Linked DNA regions of Rattus norvegicus: region 2 is linked to region 1. The links are chromatin contacts, called in public Hi-C maps. All regions are on one chromosome and are shown on one strand. Each heading gives the region's core, a stretch centred on a gene start, on an enhancer-like site or on the middle of the called end of the contact. The rest is flanking DNA. Distances are from core to core; before and after follow the strand shown. Region 1 overlaps Thbs4 (thrombospondin 4). Region 2 holds the start of Cmya5 (cardiomyopathy associated 5).

Evidence for each region. A called contact is a pair of places that touch in the nucleus more often than the background predicts.
Region 2: a contact with region 1 is called in a Hi-C map of psoas muscle, with 2.1 times the contacts expected there. The contact joins the promoter of Cmya5 here to the enhancer-like site in region 1.

The regions. Positions count from the first base shown.
Region 1 is chr2:25,715,693-25,720,708 of GRCr8, reverse strand. Thbs4 (thrombospondin 4) reads left to right here. Exons shown (of 22, transcript NM_017133.1): 20 at 235-407; 21 at 1,601-1,740; 22 at 2,268-2,490. The coding sequence ends at 2,329. Among named protein-coding and RNA genes, the nearest start is that of Thbs4, 42 kb to the left of the region's middle. Within about 2 kb of position 1,843, at least 16 of the 93 cell types and tissues checked have an H3K27ac peak or open chromatin away from gene starts, as enhancers often do.
Region 2 is chr2:26,111,413-26,116,734 of GRCr8, reverse strand. It overlaps Cmya5 (cardiomyopathy associated 5), which reads left to right and starts at 3,462. Exons shown (of 13, transcript XM_006231789.5): 1 at 3,462-3,697. The coding sequence starts at 3,558. Tent2 (terminal nucleotidyltransferase 2) reads left to right here. Exons shown (of 15, transcript NM_001008372.2): 15 at 200-330. The coding sequence ends at 274.

The sequences.
Region 1 (5,016 bases), core at 594-3,093:
AGACTTATATCAGGAAAAAGGTACGGTGAATAGCATAACGCCACCAACCACTGCTAAGTTCCACAGAGCTGGGGCCAGCTCAGTAAAAATGACACTGAAGGTTTATGCTTTTGCCAGCACAAAACTATGTAGCCTTGCAGTAAGCATGAACTCACCTCCATGTTTACCTCAGACATCTGAAGCACAGAGGCTCTTCATGTCCTGACCTAACGCTTTCCTCATGTCTTTGTCCAGGCCGTGAAGTCTAAAACTGGCCCAGGGGAACATCTCCGAAACTCCCTGTGGCACACAGGGGACACCAGCGACCAGGTCAGGCTGCTGTGGAAGGACTCCAGGAATGTGGGCTGGAAGGACAAGGTGTCCTACCGCTGGTTCCTGCAGCATAGGCCCCAGGTGGGCTACATCAGGTAGGCTGAGGGCCCTTCTGCTGTGGGTGGGGAGGGAAGCACTCAGTATACTCTGCAAACCAGAATCTCCCCTTCCCTGAGCAGTTCCAATCTCTGAGAGTCCTCGGGGCAGGACTTCCAGAAGACAGGTGGGGCAAAGGCACCAGGCTTAACTGATCCCTAGACAGTAGGACCAAGCTGCAGAGCCAAGTCCGCCATGCCTTGGGTGTGCTCTTAGGGAAGTGTGAGAGAGGAGCTGATGGGGGAAGGGATGGCGGGGGTGGGGTGGGGGGATCAGCAGAGAAGAGATGGTACCCAGACATCCCGAGACTCCTCCCGGCCCCATGGAGCCCTCCTTATGTGCAGAACACACTGACTGAAGAGCCCCTCGCAGTCTGTCTTCTCTCCTGGGTCATAAGTTCCAAAAGGGCAGCCTCAGTGTCTGGGCCTCAACTAGTGCTCATCACACAGCCCAGCTTGAGTTCCCCAGTGTGTGTACAGCATGAGCTGTCCATCCTGCGACTGGAGTGAAGGCCTCTGTTTCTCTGTAGGACTGTTTCTGTTGTTAGTTTGTTTGATCAAGTGCTCCTGTTGAAATGCAGTCAGTGTTCAGGTCCTAGACTTGCCAGCGCTTGTGTGGTGTGTTCAGGGGTATGGATTACGGTTTGCCAGTCAGGGCAGGAAGGCACCAGATGGGCTGAGGCATCTAGTGAAAATAAGGTGGTGAGAGCTAATTCACGTTCTGTTCTCCGTGGTCTTGTGTCATCTGACTCTGCCCACAGGGGTGACCATGTTCTTACCTGATTGAGCTCAATGTACCTTTTCTGTCCCAAAATGAAACCACAGAAAATATGACCTCTCTATGTATATAATTTTAGAAAAGTCAATCTGAACCTAAAAGTGCAGAGAACTAAGAATCGATTGCTCTACAACCAAATAGGAAATGCTTGGGCACAGCCACACCAGAAGACAGCAAAAACACCCCCTTGGAACCAGCAAGTACCTATCCAGGAACTATGCACTGGACGCCATGCTGGGCCTATTAAAAACCAAGTTAGGGAGGCGAGGACACTCCTGGGGAGCTTCTAATCTCACTGGGGAGGGACCAGCTAGAGTCAGTGGAAAACAATACGCCTGAATAAAGAGGTGAGTACGTAGTCAGCAGTGGGGCCACGTCCTCACGTCCTCACCGTGGATACCTGTGCTCTCTGTAGGGTGCGGTTTTATGAAGGCTCAGAGTTGGTGGCTGACTCCGGGGTCACTATAGACACCACCATGCGCGGAGGCCGACTGGGCGTGTTCTGCTTCTCTCAGGAAAACATCATCTGGTCCAACCTCAAGTACCGCTGTAACGGTAGGTAGCCTTCACGCTTAGACAGTACAGGGAATGGCCAGGAGAGGACGGGATCTCATTTCTGTAACACACATCCTCCCCAAAGCCTGAAGCTCACACCACGTGCTCACTAAAACCTGATGTTCCCTGCATAACATAAGAGAAAGGCAGAGCCGGGCTTTCCTGTTAACATGCCAAATCTGAAAATTGAAACCCATAGAATTTAACTGCATGGTTTAGAGTTAGGGGTTCGGCGAGAAATTCCGTCAGTTTAATTTACAGGCAGCCTTTCTTTTCATCAGACTCAAACATAATCACAGACTGAAAAGGCACTCTGCCTGCTAATTTTCCCTAGGCCTATGAATAAGCCCCGCTGGGCTTTAAGCCAACAATGTACAACAAAGCAACCTGAAATAGAAAATGGCTGCAAGCCTGTGAGAGTCTTGGGCGAGCAGACAGCGCCCCCTACAGGAGGCCTGTGTGGCCTGCAGTGGGCTGTGATTCCAGTGTGGAAGGAGCCTCCCTAACCACCACCCTTCTTGTTGCAGACACCATACCAGAGGACTTCCAGGAGTTCCAGATCCAGACCTTTGACCGCCTGGATAATTAAACCAAGAAGCAATCTCACAACTGCCTTCTCAAACGCCCAAACCAACATCTTTTGTTTAAAACTTCCTATAATTCTCTTTATATTACCGTGGCTTTTCTTTTACCAACCCAAATACTTCAAAACTTTTTATACGAAATAAAGAAGAGACTATTTCTAATAACCATGATGCTCAGGTGTTTCTGCTGGGAGCTCGGGCTTTGATGGCGTGTGCTGTTTCCTGAGGAATCTTTGATAGACTCTCAGGGTTATTTCTGTTACTTCTTTTTCTCCTGAGTGTGTAGCGTGTGCCACCAGGCACAGGTGTGAACCAGACAATTGGACAAAAGGTCATTTCTGGGCTGACCCAATTTAGTGCCTCACTAAAACCTCCTCATTCTTGGAATGGAGTCTCCAGGGCAGCCCCAGGGGCTTCGGGAGGATGTGACTACCTGAGACCCATGAATGAGATTTGCCTTGTTCCTTCTCTCGCCTCACCAATTCTGTCTCCCCCCACCCCCCACCATCCACAGACAACTTACATATTTGGCTCCCTCTAGCGTCCTGTGAGTCAAATGGAGGAAAATGGGATCTTGTCATTGTATTCAGATCCCACAGTACCAGGCATGAAGAATATACAGTAACCATTTGCTGGGCGATAGAGGAAGAGTGGCTGCCTCTTAGGTAACAAGAACAGTGGGATGTAGATGGGTCAGGTGACAATGGAGGTAGTGCCAGTCACTGTGTGTACAGGGCAGAGGCTTCCCTCAGCTGTGTACTAGCTGGATACTTTCCAGTCAAGATACCCAGAAATTTTATAAATCGCCTTGCAATTTAATTCCAAAGAAGTTCCACAACTTACTTTCTTGTTATTATTTCATGGTTTTAGACAGGTTCTCATATAAACCAGACTGGCTCCGAACTGTCTGTGTGACCAAAGATCGCCGTGAGCCTCTGGTCCTCCTGCCCCCCACCCCCACTTCTTCATACTAGGCTTAAAGGCCTTCATATCTGGTTTCGGTCCTGCTAGGTATTGAATTCTAGGCATTCTAACCAGCTGAGCCTCATCTCCAGCTCAGCAATGTATTTTTTCATTCCCATAATTCCCTAGAATGTCATAAATCATAAATTGTAAACATCCATCCCGGTTTTACCATGGCTCCAGTATTCAGAGTGTCTAACAGTGGTGAATGGGACCTATGGTGGATTTTGGGCCGCCTTCCTCGTCTGTAGAACCTAGAAGGAGGCGGTAGGTCTCAATGATCTCAGTGAATGGGGAACCGAAGCCAGCCCGTCCTCACTGCAGCTGACTCCTGGGGGAGCCTGCTGGTGGAGCAGCCACAAGATTGACAACTCTTCTCAAACCCTGAATGAAACACAGCCCTTTCTTAATTCTGAAATCCCTGGGCAGGGAAGGGAGCTCCATGGCTGGAAATGGTTGTCTTTCAAGCATCCCTCTTTTACAGCTTACACGAAGGTGGTTTCTGAGCCCTCTGGTCCTTTAAAAGTTCCACTGCTGTCCCGTTCTTCCACTCTGTGGGACACCTGTAGGCTATGCCTGTAACTGTCTGGATGCTCTTGCTCTGGACCCCTTAGTGTTTTTACCAGGCACTGTGAGGAAGGTTCCAGATCTTCTTCTGGAGAAATATTTCTTATCACTGAAGCCTATGAAAGTGTCATCTACGGACCAGTGTGTTGGCTGATCAGATCTAGGGAGTCTGGGTTTAGTCTTTGCAGCATTCTCCGGATCTTACCTTCTTCCTATCCTCTCTTCTGCGGTGTTCCCTCAGCCTTGGTGAAATTGATATAGGCATCTCACTCAAAGCTGAGCACTTGGACTGCCAATCTCAGCACTTTGAGGGATTGACTCTCCTCTGCTCTAACCATTGCCCACTTTAGCCAAAGTTTCCCTGGTCAGGGTTGACAACAGTGGCAGTCTATAAATACTTAGAAGGCAGTTTTTTAACACGTCAACTTAGTAAAACAACCATAGGTCTCCTCTAGAGCCTGTCATCTCCTAAGCCATGGGCTTTTGACCAGATTTACTGTACTGGGTGTGAATTCCTCCTGCGGAGCGTGCCTCACATCCAATCCGAAAGCAGTTGCTTACCCCATAACCTTCATACCCCGTTGCACCAGTGAGAACATTTTGGATGTCGGGGCCACTACTGGAAAAACCACAGGTGGCTTTTTTCCCCTGAGAAGCCTGCATAACACCGTGAAGGCTAACGGGCAGGGAAGAAGTTTTCAGGTCAGTTCTAGCTCTCTTTCTCTAAGAGATCCTACAAATCCAATGTGATATGAGCAGCCCCTGGAGTTGAAGCAGACACGATCACCCACTATATGAAGCCATTCCAATATTTATCCTGAGTGCTTCTGACGCTTGGGGTATAGGAGACATCACTGTGAGGGAAGCTATAGGGTATAGGGGAGAGACCTTGGGGTATCACCCAGGGCATCAGAGCATAGAAGGAGGCAAAGAAAGGGTCTCATAAGACATTCTGCCTCTGCCTGATAAGAACAGGAGACCCTTCCTTCTCCCACCCAAGGCACTAGCCTGTGTTTCACAAACAGAAGTGACTGCTTGTTTCTTCACTATTCAGGCAGGCTCTACAGTCAAGGGGGATCATAGATGCACAGAAGGCAGTCACTATTATTAAATTCCATCAAGCATTATTTATGGTCCAAATTAGAAAGCTAACGGGGAGGGC
Region 2 (5,322 bases), core at 2,213-4,712, 390 kb before region 1:
AATAATAGAATATTAAAGAATATTTAATAATTGTTTCTTTTCTGGGAAAGAATTACCTTGGGAACTAAAAATAAGAAACATAATCTAAACTCCAAGTAGCTAGAATCACTACTAATAGTCTGAACTCTGTGAAGTCAGTCCTTTGTTCTGTGTTTAGTTTGTATTCTAAGATTGATTTTTTTTTCTCCCCCTTTCCTAGTCATGGCAGAGATTGAAAAACAAGAGAGATCTGAACAGTGTTCTACCTTTGAGAGCTGCTACCCTGAAAAGATAACTGGTCTCTAATTCTAAAATTCTTCCAAGAAATAAAGAACAATACATACGTCATAATTCATTTGCTTACCTCCATCATGGTTTTTTTAATGGTCTTGTTTTCATGTTTTATTTTTAAAAGGACATACTTATATAAAGATTGCATATTTTATTATGACATTTCCTAATAAACTCTTTGATTTAAAAATGTATTTTTGAAAATGTTTACATCAATGATTAGTAGTATTATGGCATGACTTTTCAGCATAAAATATATTTTGAGAAATTACCTGAACTAATAAGGTTTTGATATATTCTCAAGTACTTGTACCACATGCTTATACTGAAGAACTCTGTGGAGTTTTGCAAAGGACCTAAGTAATACATACTTAGTGTGCCTGGCTGTAGACAGTAGTCCAGCTCAGCTCTAGTCAAGCCAAGATTCAAGTCAGCTATTCAGTTACTTGAAGCAAGCGAAATCTTTCATTCAGTGAAATCACTGTGGAGTCTTGAAATACTGGACAATTGCCTTAAGTCTTCACTTGACTGACCGCTGGGACAGACTGTCTGAGGTGTGTCTATATTAGTGTGTTTTCAGCACTTCACACCTTCTTTATAGACTCTGAAGGCTGTCTTAGAGTTTGTGTTGAAACAATACATTTTGCACTGTTGTAATGGGAACACTAACAACAGTTAGTGACTTGTTTATGGACTGTTTGAAAGTCTCTGACTTAAATATTTTGGAAAAAATGTAGTTTCTTATGTTTTCTGAGAGCACAGTGAATTGTGCACTGTTGCTTCACCTCCGTTTTCCTGGTTTTATTTTCCTCATGATAGGAAACAGAAAACTGAAACATCGAAGCTAAGGTTATTTGTGGAATCCAATGTCTGTAGATTATAATCTAAACTGGAATTTTTAGGCAGTAAGCCACTACAAAGTGTTTTAGATAAGACAATAAAGTTATAAATAAAAGTTTAATGTTTTTACAAAAATCTTTTTTAGTATTTCTTTTCCACAGGAAAGCAGTAGTTCAGATCAAGCTATGCTGTTTAATAAATTGTTGTTAGTTTATGTAAATACTTGTAAATTGGTCAATACCTGTATTGTACAGTTAAATATAAAAAGTAATCTTGAAGGCGGTTTTAACTTTTTCAAAGATTGCAAACTTCTTGTAGGCCTACAGGGGTACAGTTTGTACCACTAAACTATTTTTTGCAGACCAATTAAAAAACTAAAACTTTCTCTTTGACTTACAAAGGGTGCATATTTTCCTTTTTCTTTTTAAGTTTAAATTTTCGTATGCTGTCAATGGAATAAAGTTTATATCTGGAATTGCTGAGGCGTTATCTTTCTGTGAACGTTGGTTTTGTACCGAGATTGAGGCTGTGGTTATCTTAACCGATCTGAACCTTGATTGTTTAATCCAGAGTCCCTGGGATGAAGTCATCCATGGCTAGCCGCCAATCACATTATTTCTCTGCCATAATTAGGAATAGAGCTTTCTCTATGGGTCAGTTTTTTAGATTACTGATCTGTAGTACTTTTGATGTAAAAATTTTTTGTATGATTTTTTTCTTGGAAAAATTTCTAAGATTTATTCCACACTATGCAGCGCTTTCTCAGAATGTATTGAGTATGACAGTTCAGCGTGACCCCAGGTACTGTTTGTAAGTCATAGTCCCTTGGGGATGGCTGTTCAGCATTATGGCATTAAGAAAGCCTCAGACTCTGCCACAGCGTGGGCTCCTGCATTGCCACCACGTTGTGACAGCCGATCTGTTGTGACAAATAGGCCAAAAAGCTGATGAATTTTATCCTGGAACTAAGGAGCCAGCACTTAAGACCATGCGGCAGTCCAGTTGGATCAGGGAAGAGGGCTGTTCATATATGGTGAGACAGGCTTTTTTTTTTTTTTTTTTTTAATTTATTTTCACGGATGGGATTGAACTAAGCCTGGGTCTGCTAGGCAAGTGCTCCACCCATTGACCTATTTCCCCAACTGGAGACTTGGAAGTCTTTCCCATTTCAATTTTGTGTGAATGCCACAGTTTTTGTTTGTATGTGCTGTTAAAATATTAGTATTATTAGGGGCTGGGGATTTAGCTCAGTGGTAGAGCGCTTACCTAGGAAGCGCAAGGCCCTGGGTTCGGTTCCCAGCTCCGAAAAAAAGAACCAAAAAAGAAAAAAATATTAGTATTAAATGTGTGGACTCTGTATATAATTCTAAACGTAAAGGTAGTTGAAGTAGGGTCTTGGCAAAATTGGTAAACGAGGTGGCTGCCGATCTACACCAAAGAGTGTCCTGGGACACCCAATGTGCAGCATTCAAGCTGGAGTAACTGGACAGTAATACTCTGATTTCCCACTTTGTTTAGCAACTCTAAGAATCTGCAATGAGTAAAGATTTGGAGATCTAGCCAAACGTCTTTCTCTGGAAAGAATACTTTCTAACCCTTGTACTGAACAGGCCTCTGCCTTCTCAGAAACATTCGTAGCTTATAAGAACTAGGTGGTGTGACAGAGAAACAGTCTCCTGGGTATCAACACATTCAAAAGACTGCTCGAGTTCCTGGAGAGGAGCAGTGAGTTCAAACCTGGAGGTTTCAGAGAAAGGCAGTGATCTCCAATAAGTGAACAGGTGAGCCTTTCAGGCAGAAAGAATTCATTTGATACAGTGTAAATACCCGATTTCTAAAAGTGGATTAGTCAGGATTTATTCTCTAGGAGGATCTTGGGCTTTAGTCCTAGAGTAGTGATTGAGAGGTTAAGCACTGGCTTTACTTGATCCAATGAGATCTTGGTCCCCTCAGGAGCTGCTGGTTTGTTTCCATTGTCACCATACTGGCATTGGGGCCTTAAGCTATCTACAAACCTGCACCTAACGTTCTCTTCTCAGGAAGAAGGGAAAACAAGACCCTGGCGAGCGCTGCCTTTGGCATGAAGCATCCCTCAGCCCAGCCCGAGGTGTAAGAACCACCAGGTCACTGGATGGAAGGCCGGGCTGGTGGGTCGTTTGACGCCCCTGGGCAGCCCTCAACACTACTCTCCGCCCTGGCCCCAAAGGCCGCCGAAGGTCTGCCAAAACGGGCGGGGAAGTTGGCAGGCGACAGGAACCAGGGGAAGCTGAGCCCGGGCGGCTAAAGCTCCGTGGCGAAACTTTCTTGACGCCTTCTATTTAAAGGCTTGGGCGCCCCCACCCCGCGCGCCGGGAACCCAAGCAGCCGCGCGGGCCGGGCAAAGTGCAGTCAGACGGAGAACACCGGGCGAGGCGTGGGCAGCTCCGACTCCGGCCAGGACAGGCGCGATGGCGAGCAGCGACAGCGGACTCGCAGCCCAGGGTTTACTTGGATGGGGCGCGGAGGAAGAGGAGCCGGAGACAGAGGAGGAGTCGGAGGGCGAGGGGGAGGAGACGGCGGCCGAGTCGGAGGAGGAGCCCGACGCCAGGTAGCCAGAGCCCGTACCACCCAGGGCCTAGCAAAGTTGTCCACCCTACAGGTGTCTCGCCAGGCCGCTGGCCACCCCCAGCCTTTTCCTTTCCCTTTCCAACCTCAGGAGCGCATTTCTCCCCGGTGCCAAGCCCTCTGTCTGGGGCGCGGCGCCTTTTTAAAAACTTGAAGGTAGAAGGTTCTTGCTGTCAGCAAGAGTGACAGGTCGCCTGCAGCGAAGTTCACAGTCTGCCCCCACCCACACCCCACCCCCGCCTCCCAGCTCCTTGTGACTTGCTCATTTATTCTTGGAGACTTACTTGGGGTTCTGCCTATCCGCAAAACTGTGCTGGAATCCTTGCGTCTGGCTGCCCGCCTTGAATCAATCTTGCCTGCCTAAGCTTGGGGAAGGGTCTGCGGTCAGAGAAGGCGCAGTCCATTACCTTGAAAGGTGTGGCAGCCTCCTCGAGTTCTAGCGCTGGGCTAGCTTGCTGTATGGGAACTATTTTTGGTGCAAACATCCATACATTCCTTAAAGGAAAGACTCATGAAGGCCAGGTGTGGATGCCTGCCCTGTGATTCCAATAATAGAAAGGCAGAAGCAGGAAGACTGTGATTTTCAGACCAGCTGGGCTCTCCTGGGAGGTGTTTCAGCAACCTCTGTCCTAAAAGTCGCTCTGATCCTAAATATCTATCAATAAGGCGAGTGAGATTAGATTAGGTAATACTATATGCATATGTGCGTGCGTGCGTGCGTGTGTGTGTGTGTCTGTCTGTCTGTCTATCTATTAGGACTCTCTCCACTTAGTCCCTTCTCATCCAGCCCTAAGATAAGAATAATGGTATGTTTTGTTTTATCCTCAGCATGTGTCAGTCAAATGGTATCTCTTCCTGAGTACTCCTCTCAGAAGGCCTTGGCGGGTGGCAAGTGAAGGTTTATCGTTTCAGAATGCCCAACCAAGGCCAGAATAGCTCAGGTTGAAGTAATCCAAGAGTAGCATTGAAGGCAGGGGAGATAGCTCAGCTGGTGTGGTGCTTGCCTCGTGTGCACAAAGACCCAAGTTTAATCCCCAGTCAATCCCTATGGTCAGTCCTTGAAGTACTGAGGAAAAGCCCAGCTTGGTAGCTTGTGCTTGTTTTCTGTGGTAGGGAGCTGGAAAGAGACAGAATCCCCGGGCTCACTGTGCAGTCAGCCTCACCTATTTAGTGAGTGCCAGGCTGGTGGCGATGGCTTTTTCTTTTTTTTAAATTGTATGTGAGGAATAGGTCTCCACATGCATATATACATGTAGGGTACCGCTAATTACAGAAAACCATCCGTTGGAAATCTTGAAGCGTTAGTTACATTCTTTTTTTTTTGGTTCTTTTTTTCGGAGCTGGGGACCGAACCCAGGGCCTTGCACTTCCTAGGCAAGCGCTCTACCACTGAGCTAAATCTCCAACCCCCGTTAGTTACATTCTTAACAAGCAACTACCAAGAAGGAAGCAAGCTCTGCCCTCAAGAACTTTGAGGAAAAAGATAGGAACGACGGGTTTCTGACTACATGCTAAGGAAGTCTGTGTGCTAAAGACTGAGTGGAGAATGTGAACACTGCTGTGGGAGGTCGAGCATCTAGAATCATGGAGTACTGGCTACAGACTGGA